Regions from separate parts of the Sus scrofa genome. Here region 1 is linked to region 2. The links are chromatin contacts, called in public promoter capture Hi-C maps. All regions are on one chromosome and are shown on one strand. Each heading gives the region's core, a stretch centred on a gene start, on an enhancer-like site or on the middle of the called end of the contact. The rest is flanking DNA. Distances are from core to core; before and after follow the strand shown. Region 1 holds the start of BHLHE22 (class E basic helix-loop-helix protein 22). Region 2 holds the start of ARMC1 (armadillo repeat containing 1).

The links. Promoter capture Hi-C pulls out the DNA fragments that hold promoters and counts their contacts.
Region 1: a promoter capture Hi-C map of fetal skeletal muscle shows a contact between it and region 2, with 7 times the contacts expected there. The contact joins the promoter of BHLHE22 here to the promoter of ARMC1 in region 2. A contact is called at or near these places in 4 of 5 promoter capture datasets (fetal liver, fetal skeletal muscle, liver and 1 more) and 1 of 2 datasets of contacts at active chromatin or transcription factors (skeletal muscle).

What each region holds. Positions count from the first base shown.
Region 1 is chr4:69,800,549-69,805,725 of Sscrofa11.1, forward strand. BHLHE22 (class E basic helix-loop-helix protein 22) reads right to left here and starts at 2,827. Exons shown (of 1, transcript XM_003481394.4): 1 at 1,071-2,827. The coding sequence starts at 2,761. The coding sequence ends at 1,652.
Region 2 is chr4:68,980,913-68,986,192 of Sscrofa11.1, forward strand. It overlaps ARMC1 (armadillo repeat containing 1), which reads left to right and starts at 2,131. Exons shown (of 7, transcript NM_001190196.1): 1 at 2,131-2,319.

The DNA.
Region 1 (5,177 bases), core at 1,577-4,076, 820 kb after region 2:
GACATAGATACACATACAAATGGTCATACATAGCTGTCATAGTCTGATTGACCTATTTAATATATATATCATTCTTTACACATCCAAAACCCGCCAATAGATCCATCACCGCTCCCCACTCACCATCCAACCTGACAAACTGAATTTGTATTATCTGCAAGGAGTGGAAAATAGCAGACTCCATTTTCCAAAAAGGTTTTCTTGATTTTCATAGGATAGAAAGGCAGGCAAACAGCCATGCAAACTAAAACTGAAAGCTCACTTTGGGTAAATAGCTTCTTGCTCTTAGTTTTATTTCTTTTTAAGTTTTTTTTTTTTTTAGAAAAATAACAAAGGATTTCACACCATAGGCAAATCAAACCAGTCTTTCAACTTAAATAATTCTCCACAGTTAAAATAACTTATACATGTACATATATATTAAAAGCAATTAAATTAGAACTTTTAAAAATGCACAGCACAGCCTGGAAAAATATTTGCTTAGCATGTTCTTATAGGATCTATTGCTGTGATGTCTTTCCTTTTTAGAATGCAAAGGAGTCCCCTTTCAAAAAGAGATCAATTCACTCATCAATTAAGAATACACCTTTCCTGTAATTTTTGGACTGAAGCAATTTATTAAAGCTCAATTTAAATACAGGGATGACGCAACTGAAGAGATCCAGGTGACCTTTGATAAACCTAAGCAGCTCAGATATATCAATATGTTTCTTCATACTTGTTGGCAAATAAACCCTTTTAAACACTTGGCACACAATATAAGTTAATCTATAAAACAGAATTTTAGAGGCATTAAAAAAAGTCTGCACATAAGACCTATGACCTTAACACATGATAAATACTGTTGATGTGGAAGGGTCATTGAAGAATAACAAATAAATACCATGTATTGTTAATACATCATTGCAGAGTGGAAAGTAACAAGGTGCACATAAATATTTTTAAATGCAATTCTTTCAGCCACAGTCAGTTTTTTATATCACTCTTGCCAAAACTTTTGAGCATTTTCACAGAATGAAAGTTCAGAGACAATAAAAAATACAAGTCTTTCATAGCAACGTGTCTCTTTCTGGTTTTTTTCTTTTTTTTTTTTTTCACTTAAATAAATCTACATTTCAAGTTTTTCTCCTGGCTCAGAATCAAAATTTATTTTCAAGTGCCCTTTCTGATTTGTCTGAATGAATACTCCGTCCCACAACCCACCCAAACCCGAACTCTTCCTCTCTCCCTCTAGCCAATTTCACAATTAGTAGTAGGATTACTATTTTGCCATGTAACTCTCCACGCTTAATAACGACTACATCCCAACTTATATTTAACCTTAAAGGGAAACTCTGCTTCCTCGCGATCTAAGCTGCCACCAAAGTTGCCACTTTTCCGTGAAAAAAGACATCCGTCCTCCACCCCAACTCCACCTCCCTCCTCCCGCCCTGCCCACCCTAAAGACCGAAATTCTGGGGATGTCAGGGCTGGAAGTCCCGTTTGTCTCTGATACTTCTCAGTTCTCGCCTCTGCTTTGTTTGCTCTGCAAGTGTTTCACAACTACGAGAGGACCAAATAAGGGGGGTGGGGGCAGCTTTTCACTTTCCTCTAGCTTGGGGGTCGGTCTTGTGTTTTGCTGTTTTTTTTTTTTTTCCGGGGAGGGGGGCGTTTAAGGCTTCTCCGTGCACTGTTTGCAGAGGCTGGAAGAGACGCTATTGAACAGGGCGCACTTCTCCGGGCAGGAGGCGGCCGGGGGCAGCCCGGCACTGAAAGGGTAGCCGGCAGCCTGCTCGTAGGCGCCGAGAGCCGGGTGCAGGGCAGCGGCCGCCGCCGCCGCCGCCGCGGAGCTGGGCAGCGAGGCGGCCGAGATGGCCTGGCCCTGATTGAGGTAGGCGACGAGGCGCCGCATCTCCTCCAGGGCCTGCGCCTGCATGAGGATGTAGTTCTTGGCGAGCAGCAGCGTGGCGATCTTGGAGAGCTTCCGCACCGAGGGGCTGTGCGCGTAGGGGATCACCGCGCGCAGCTCGTCCAGCGCGTCGTTCAGGTCGTGCATCCGCCGGCGCTCCCGGGCGTTGATGTTGAGCCGCAGCGCCTTTTGCTCTTTGGATTTCTTGCTGCTGCCGCCGCTGCCGCCGCTGCCGCCGCTGCCGCCACCACCCCCGCCGCCTGCTCCGCCGCCGCCCGGGCCCCCCGGGGGGGCGTTGGCGCCGCCGTGGAGGTGGGCGTTGGAGCAGCCCTCGGCCGCCTTGGCGCTGCCGCCTCCCGCGCCCGGGGAGGCCCGCGGGTCGGCGCCCCCGGCCCGCAGCACCAGCTCGCAGCGGCCGTCGCTGTCGTCGTCGGGGCTCTGCTCGCCGCCGCTGCTCTCGACCACCGAGCCCCGGCTGGCGCTCTCGCCGTATTTGAGGCATAGGGCGGCCCCGGCCGGCAGGCTGCTCAGGCTAGGGTCGCCCCCAACGCCGGCAGAGCCCGCCAGCAGCCCCGGGACGCCCACCCCGCCGCCGCCGCCGCCTCCTCCCGCGCCGCCACCGCCGCCTCCCCCGGGCGGCGGCAGCAGCAGCCCTGCCCCCTCGGGGTCAGCCGGCTCGAAGCAGCCCAGGGGCGACGAGGAGGAGGACGCCGGGCGCTCCCGAGGCGGCGGCGCCAGGGACAGGTCCATGCCCGGGGGCGTGGAGCGGAAAGCCGCCTCTAAGCGCTTGGCGGCGGAGGCGCTCAGGCTCTTGTGCAGGAAGAGGTCGTCTTCGCCCGCGGCGGCCGCGCCGAGGTGCAGCCCGCGCTCCATGGTCCGGCGCCGGCGCGCAGCCCGGGCCCGCCGCGCCGGCCGCCGCCGCCTCGGCTCGGGAGGCAGGCGGCGCCGAAGACGCACCCGAGCCGGGCTCCGGGGCTGGTGCGTGCGTCGGTCCCGGTGCTGAGTGCAGCCCTCTCCCCTTCTTTTTCTTTTTCGCCTTCCCCCGCGCTCGCCGCCTCCTCTTCTTCTTCCTCTTCGTCTCCAGCCGGTGGTGCTGGCTGCTGGGGCTCACCATGGGCCGCGGCCCCGCATGGTGGGAGGGTGGGCGCGGAGGGAGTGGAGCCGCCGCCGCCGCCGCTCTGAGCCCAGCCCCGCGCCTCCTCTCCGCACCGTTTATCTTGCTTGGATTCACCTTCAAGAGATTTCCGGACCCATCAACCAGCCGCTGCCACAGACGGGGGAGTCTTTTACATCATTATCTCTGAGTAGGTTATTATGAAGAAGAGTCGCCTGTTGGGACAGCGCTTTCTACCCAATCAGGTTAACGTTTTAATTAATAGGATTAAAACGGTAACAAACAATCGCAGGCGCTATCTGGCCGCGAGTCTGAATAGTTTCATTTCCCAGGTCTGAAGACAGGCAGCAGCTAGCGCTTTATAAAAGGCGCCTGCTCCATTATTCTGCCTGCCATCTGTATACACAGCTTAGCGCATATGTTTGCAAGGCGCTGGGTCCTGTTAGTAACCCAACAACTGCCTTTAGCTTGACATGTGTGGCGACTTTCACTCATCAATGAGCACACTAAAAGCCCTACTTAGAGCCGAGGATGTTCTTTGCTCCTTCAGCAAATTGTGGATCTGCGGCGAAGCCCGGGAGTCCCATGGAAAGCAGACGTCCCCCCCCGTACCCCACCCCCCACTGCCCTTCCCTCGCCACTGCGGTCTCATCTTGTGCCACATGGCCCTTCCAGGCGAGACGCTACTCCACCCTTGTTCATAGGATGACTCTGGTCTAGATTGGAGATGGGACTTTGGGGGGGGGGCAGGTGGTGTCCCTGTGGTGTCCCCGCTGGCTTGCCCCCAAGATTTTTAGCTAGTAAGGGACCAAAGCAATCGCCCCCCCACCCAACTTGAACACACTGCTTTATTCCGCCCTAGCCCCCCTCCCCCTTGCCCATTCCCGTCCCAGATTGGGAAAACAAAACAAAATAAAGAGCAAGGTGATTATGCAGCCCATTAGATTTTTTTAAGGGGGGGGGTGCGCTTTTGCCGCGGTCTCCAAATAGCTGTTCCAGTGATGGTGGTTATGAAGCACAGGGATTTCCTAAACAGGAAAGAACTGTTTGCTGAAACTTTCTTCAAGATTAAAATCCAGTTGTTTTAGAATAGTCAACTTCACCAGGAGTCAAATCCTCTCACGAACCAAGTGGGGCATTTGTGCATATTTATTTAGCTGGAAATGTCGCCGCCGCAGCAAGGAAGCCATTCAGGGACGTCTGAGTCTGCTGCGGTTGTTTTTGGAGGAAGAGCAAAGGGAGAAGTGTGAAAACAAGTGCTCCTCTCAGGATGGGAAACAGTACACGCGGTCCTCCAGCTCCTGCGTCCCATGTCTGGGAGTACATGGTATTTAGCGGCTGGTTTTCATCCTTATGACATAAGTAAAAACAATATTTCCCAACACCGCCAATAAATCTTTCTTATGTGGCAGAATTACTGAAGCCTATGAAATTTTGGGTTTCTCTGGTCTCATTAAAAACCTTTTAATTGTGGCTTTCAGAGTTGGCCCCAGGTGTTGGACTCTTTTCATTACATTTTGCTCTAATGTGATGAAATTCTAATTCTCTCCTTACCATATGGTTAAATTTCCCCACTGAGAATTAGTTGAAAAAGGAGAAATAATCTATTAATCTCTGTAATAGATTCACAAATGAGGTTCGCCACAGAACCTGTTTTTGAATGGTAATATCAGAACAGTTGGGCGCCTTATTTCATAAAGGAGGGGCGAGGACGACACAGAAACGTCTGCATTTTCACCTGGAAAGGAGGCAAAGGGGCCCAGAGGTATCTTTCCAAAATAATTGCCAGAGATTCAGTCTCTTGGGCATGGACATGCTACGCCGTCGTAGGTTACTTTCGCGCCGTCCTATTGACTAGAACCCAAAGATTACGAAAGAGTAAGCGGGCTGCGGGAGGCTTTCGAGCTTGGGACCCGGGCGGGCGGCTCTGGAAGGCTCCAGCCGGCTCACGTGTCTCGCTGGGGACCCCAAAGCACGTCGACGTGCGGGGCGGCCCCTCGCTCGCAGCTTCCCCACCCCCTCCCTCCCCCTGGCGCGCGCAGCTGTTAACCTCCCGCTTTAGGAAGCTAAAGACACGCTCTTGTTACTGTTTTCCAATTAGCAGCTTTGTTTTTCACCGGCTTCATAAACAAAGCTTCTCTGTAAACAGAGGTGAGTCGTGTGTGCCTGATACTA
Region 2 (5,280 bases), core at 881-3,380:
TCTGGTGTAGCAGTTAATTGGTTTGGTTGAGTGTTACAAATGAGACTGGTGCTTCAAACACTGGACCTATGCATCATCTCTTTTTATTTTGGACTCAGTACTCATTACTACCACTCCCTCCTGTGACTTTGGGAAGCAGAAACCAGCCAGACGTGTTTTTGCTATATGTCAAATGGTGTGAAAGAGACATTTTCTACTCTATTTTGCTCCTTTTCTCTTCTTATTAGAAGGATAACCAATAATAAGGAAAGGCAAGGACATTTGAGCAGAAGTAACTTAAAAAAAATTTTTTTTTTGTCTTTTTAGGGCAACACCCACAGCATATGGAGGTTCCAAGGCTAGGGGTTGAATCAGAGCTGTAGCTGCCAGCCTATATCACAGCCCACAGCAATGTCAGATCCCAGCTGCCTCTGCAAACCCACACCATAGCTCAAGGCAAAGCCAGATCTTTAACCCGCTGAGCAAGGCCAGGGATCGAACTTACTTTCTCATCGATACTAGTCAGAGTCGTTTCCACTGAGCCACAAGGGAACTTACTTACTTCTTTTTTTCTCTTTTTATTTATTTATTGGCTGCACCCAGCACATGGAAGCTCCTAGGCCAGGGATGAAATCAAGACCCAAGTGTGACCTATGCCACAGCTGCAGGGCCAGATCTTTAACCCTCTGTGCCTCCTGGGGGATCAAACCCAGAGTCTGCTCTGACTCTGCTGCGGCTGGATTCTTAACTTATGTTCCACGATGGGAACTCCCTGGTTTTCAAATTCACTTAGGACGAAGTACTGGAGAAATTAGCAGAGAATACAAGTTGGGATATTCTCTCTCACACTCTTTTTCCATCAGAGGGCTCTCAAATTCCTTCTGACTTAACTATATGAGGTTATGGTGCAGAATCAACCTATGAAAGATGTTCCCCACGTGGCACAGTGGTTAACCAATCCGACTAGGAACCATGAGGTTGCGGATTCGATCCCTGCCCTTGCTCAGTGGGCTCGGACTCCACGTTTCTGTGGCTCTGGCGTAGCCCGGCGGCTACAGCGTCGACAAGACCCCTAGCCTGGGAACCTCCATATGCCGCGGGAGGCGGCTCTAAAAAGGCATAAAAGACCAAAAAAAAAAAAAAAAAAAAAAAAAAAAAACCAACCTATGAAAGAGAATCCAGAATCTATTCAGTGAGGTTACCGAGGGCAAGGGAAGCATTACTCTCAGACAAGTATTTAAACTTTGCTTTGATAAACTTAATACAAGACACTGTTTTAAAAATACTTCTTCAAAGGAGTTCCCGGCGTGGCTCAGTGCTTAACGAATCCGACTAAGAACCATGAGGTTGTGGGTTCGATCCCTGGCCTTGCTCGGTGGGTTAAGGCTCCGGCGTTGCCGTGAGCTGTGGTGTAGGTTGCAGACGCGGCTCGGATCCCACGTTGCTGTGGCTGTGGCGTAGGCCGGCAGCTACAGCTCCAATTCGACCCCTAGCTTGGGAACCTCCATATGCCGTGGAAGCGGCCCAAGAAATGGCAAAAAACAAAAAGACAAAAAAAAAAAAAAATTCTTCACGAATTTGAGAACATTCTCTCATCAGAAACCTCTTCCTTACCCCCCAAATTCCAAAATAAGTTTCTTTTTAAAATAACAACACCAAAAAAAAAAAAAACACCCCTGCAACCTTTGAGCTACTAGGAAGATGGTGCTAATGTTCTTAGCAAAAACGCAAAAAAAAAAAAATTTAAGATTCTGAATTACAACTCACAGAAGCTAATGAAATATCACAAAACTGCTTCGTCCTGAGAGAGTTGCTAGAGTGGAAACTTTCAATTTGAATTTCTGAGCTAAGGCGCGGAGAGGCTGCTCCAGCACCAGAACGGTGGGAATTGTAGTCGGAGATGTGTGACTCTTTCTTAGCTGGTATCATCGTTCAGCGTTTAGAGATTTATGGACGGAAAGTCGTTTGGGCCAATCCACTGTTCTCGGGTTCTCATTGGACCCTCCCGTTCAACACTTCGGGCCTTTCCCTTGCTCACCAATGAACGCTTTTTCCTAAGAAAGCCTTTGTCGATTGGATTTCTTGTTCTTGCTTTGGGACGGTATAAGCCAATAGGAGTGCAGAACCGGCGGAGGTGACTGGGTCATGGGAGAGAGTCCGTAGAGCCTTTCCCCGCCAGCGCCCTCGCTCTTTGGCTCCTGGAGTCGGTGTGGTAGTCTTCCCACGCTGAGGCCGTCTTGGAAGGAGGGAGCTGCTCTGTGCCTCCCGGATACCTCTACCTCATCCGTTGGTGTGTCCCTGATGGTGAGGCAGGCTCTGGATTCTTAGAACCCTGAAGCGGTAAGTAGAGTCCAGAGACTGCAGACAAAGCGGTGGAGCCAGGAAGGCCGCAGAAAGCGTCCCCTGCACCCATGGGCGAATCAGCCTGGGCTGGGCGGGCGGCGGGGGCGGGAGGGGGGTCTCTGCCCGCCTCTTGCCAAGACCCAGCTGTGAGTCCCATTAGGCTCTTAAAGCGCCCGACTTCCATGGGTCCCGTTAAAATGTTATCTCTGTTCACTTTCTCACCGTCCCCTGCAGTCCGATTTTTAGGAACCCCAGCATTACTAATGGCTGTCATCTCACTTCTTCATCTATCTCTCCAGGTTTTTCTTTGGTAACTTTCTTTTGGTTTTGTGCACCTACCTGTCTTCTGAGAGCTGAAGGACATCGTTGTGTTTGGCTTCATTCAAGAGAGATCAGCGTTCACATTTCTATTTTAAAAACTGTTTTTGGAGGCGTTCTTGCATCTCCTTTCGTGCTAGTGTCTTGGTGGGTTAGGGCAGTGCACAGCTTCCCGCGACACCTGGCCGAATAGAAGTGCCTATAGGATCAGGCATTGTTCTTGTTTAGTAATTGCTGGTACGCTTATCAATATCCCAAGTTCTAATTTTCTTGGATCCTGACAACTACTCAGTATTGTTATGAGAAGAAAGTAAGGCTCAGAGGAGGTAACCCACCTTCTCAAAGAGTTACAGTTGGTTGCTAGGAAAGGGAAAGCCAGATCTGATGTTAATGCTTACTTATTTTTTTACAAAACTCGCTTAATTGAATGTGGATTTACGTTATGTGTATTTTCTGAAGCTCTGTGAGAGCTAAATAATCCTTTGAGGTGAATGGTAAATTTGGCTGAAACAAAATCAGGTGTTTCATGACAGGTGCCTCACATACATCTATTACTGACTCAGCTTCTCAAAGTGTGGGTCTCTGACTAGCAGCATAGATTTCACCTGGGAGCTTGTTGGAACTACAGAATCTCAGTCCTCACCCCACCTACTGAATCAGAATTGGCTTTTGTAACAATATTCCACAGGCAACAAGAATGTTTGTTAAAGTTTGAGGTTCATGTATTTACTTAAAATGATTTGTCTCAATTGAACTAAACAAAGACAGTGTAAAACTTTGTGTTATTCCCTACTTTTTCCTGGGTGGATCCTAATTGGAACTTCTTCCTTGTCAGTGGGATGATGAGATTGGAAGTTTTAACTCGTGGCTTTTGTTCATCTTAAAGGAATGGGAAAGGCTATAACTTTTTCAGAAACATTCCCACTGAGTAGTCCTGTAAGTACTCTATAGATGAGGTGGAGCTCTCCAATTGCAAGGCCACTGTTGTGTGCCAAAGGCTATCACTAGCCTGGTTCCTGGCCCTCTGGGCCAGTGGTTGGCTCTGCAGATTTCATTTTTGTATGGGATTTGTAATGGTGACAGGACATTAGCCCATGCTTAAGTTGGTTTGTAAACAGAGTGTTGATAATAGAGGCATCTAAGAGGCAAACCCTTTAATCAAGAAATCTCAATGTTTTCAGTCTGTTGCTTTTTGTTTTTTAAATCCTTTTTAAAATGGCTGAAGTAATGATATTTTATTTTGAGAAGACTACCTCCCAAATAATATCCTGTTAAAACTTTTTTTCTCTGAGTCCTTTATTTTGCGCTTTCTTGCAAACTTCGAAAATTTAACTTTTAAAATATTTTGTCTGGGATATGAACCCCCCCATGTGTTATGAATTAAAGATCCTTAGATTGGTTTTAAATTGCTTAGAAGTTATTCTCGTATCATTAATTGAATAGCCTTACTCTTTTTCATTGAGTTTTGGCTCCCTGTAACTTACAGCCATTGTTTATTAAACATTTAACATGTGCCAAGTGCCCTCAGCCTTTTGTGTATTATTTCTTTGGACACCCCATACCACTTGATAGCTGCTCTGATTAACCCCATTTTACAGATGAAGAAACTGAGATAAAGAGATTAAGTGATCTGCCTGAAATCATTTATCAAGTGGTAGAGCCTGGGTCTGACTCCACCAGAGCCTGCTTTCTTAGATGAAATGTATAAACAGCTTTCCTGGGAGAAGTCCTTCTCAACCACCGCCCCCCACATCCACTACTACTTTACTCTTTATCTTCATATATTTTAATACATGGGAAGGCCATTTCTGCTCTATTACCTTCTTCCCCACAAATAACTTGTAATAACTTTTCTGGAGAATAGTTTTGTTCCCAGGCTGCTACCTCTCCCACTTGGCATTGTTTTTGGAATTAGTATTAAACTAACTCATTAATTTGTGGAAAGTATTTACACCTTTGTATTCTTTTTTTTTTTTTTTTTTTTTGGCTTTTTAGCGCTATTCCTGCATATATGGAAGTTCCCAGGTTAGGGGTCTAATCAGAGCTGCAGCTGCCAGCCACAGCAGTACCAGATACGAGTTGCATCTGTGACCTACACAGCTCACGCAATGCTGGATCCTTAACCCACTGAGCGAGGTCAGGGATTGAACCCACGTCCTCATGAATAGTAGTCAGATTTGTTACTGCTGAGCTGTGATGGGAACTCCTACACCTTTATAGTCTTAATGAGAAATATACTTTGTAACTTGATTAATGGAAGTTACTGTTTTTAAATTTGTGCATATATGAAGAATTTTCCTTATATTTCATATTTTAGCTTCTTTGTGTTTGTCATGTTACATTTTCTAAAATACACTGTTTACTTTTATGCGGAAAAATTGCTGCAATTAAAAGGAAGGTATGGGAAGTGGAAAGACCTCTGGCCAGTTTAGGAGACAGTAAATAAGATTTTTAGCCCAGTTCTATACTAAGTAGCTTTTGTCACCTGAGGGAAATTATTTAACTTCTCCCATGACCCTAGGCTTATCTGCTAAATGAATTACCTTATCTCAAATACTTTCTGAGTATGGCCCATTCAGGGATGGTGAGTGTGCCTAGTTAGATTCAGTTCAGAATCACCTTGAGCTCCCCAGCTCCAGT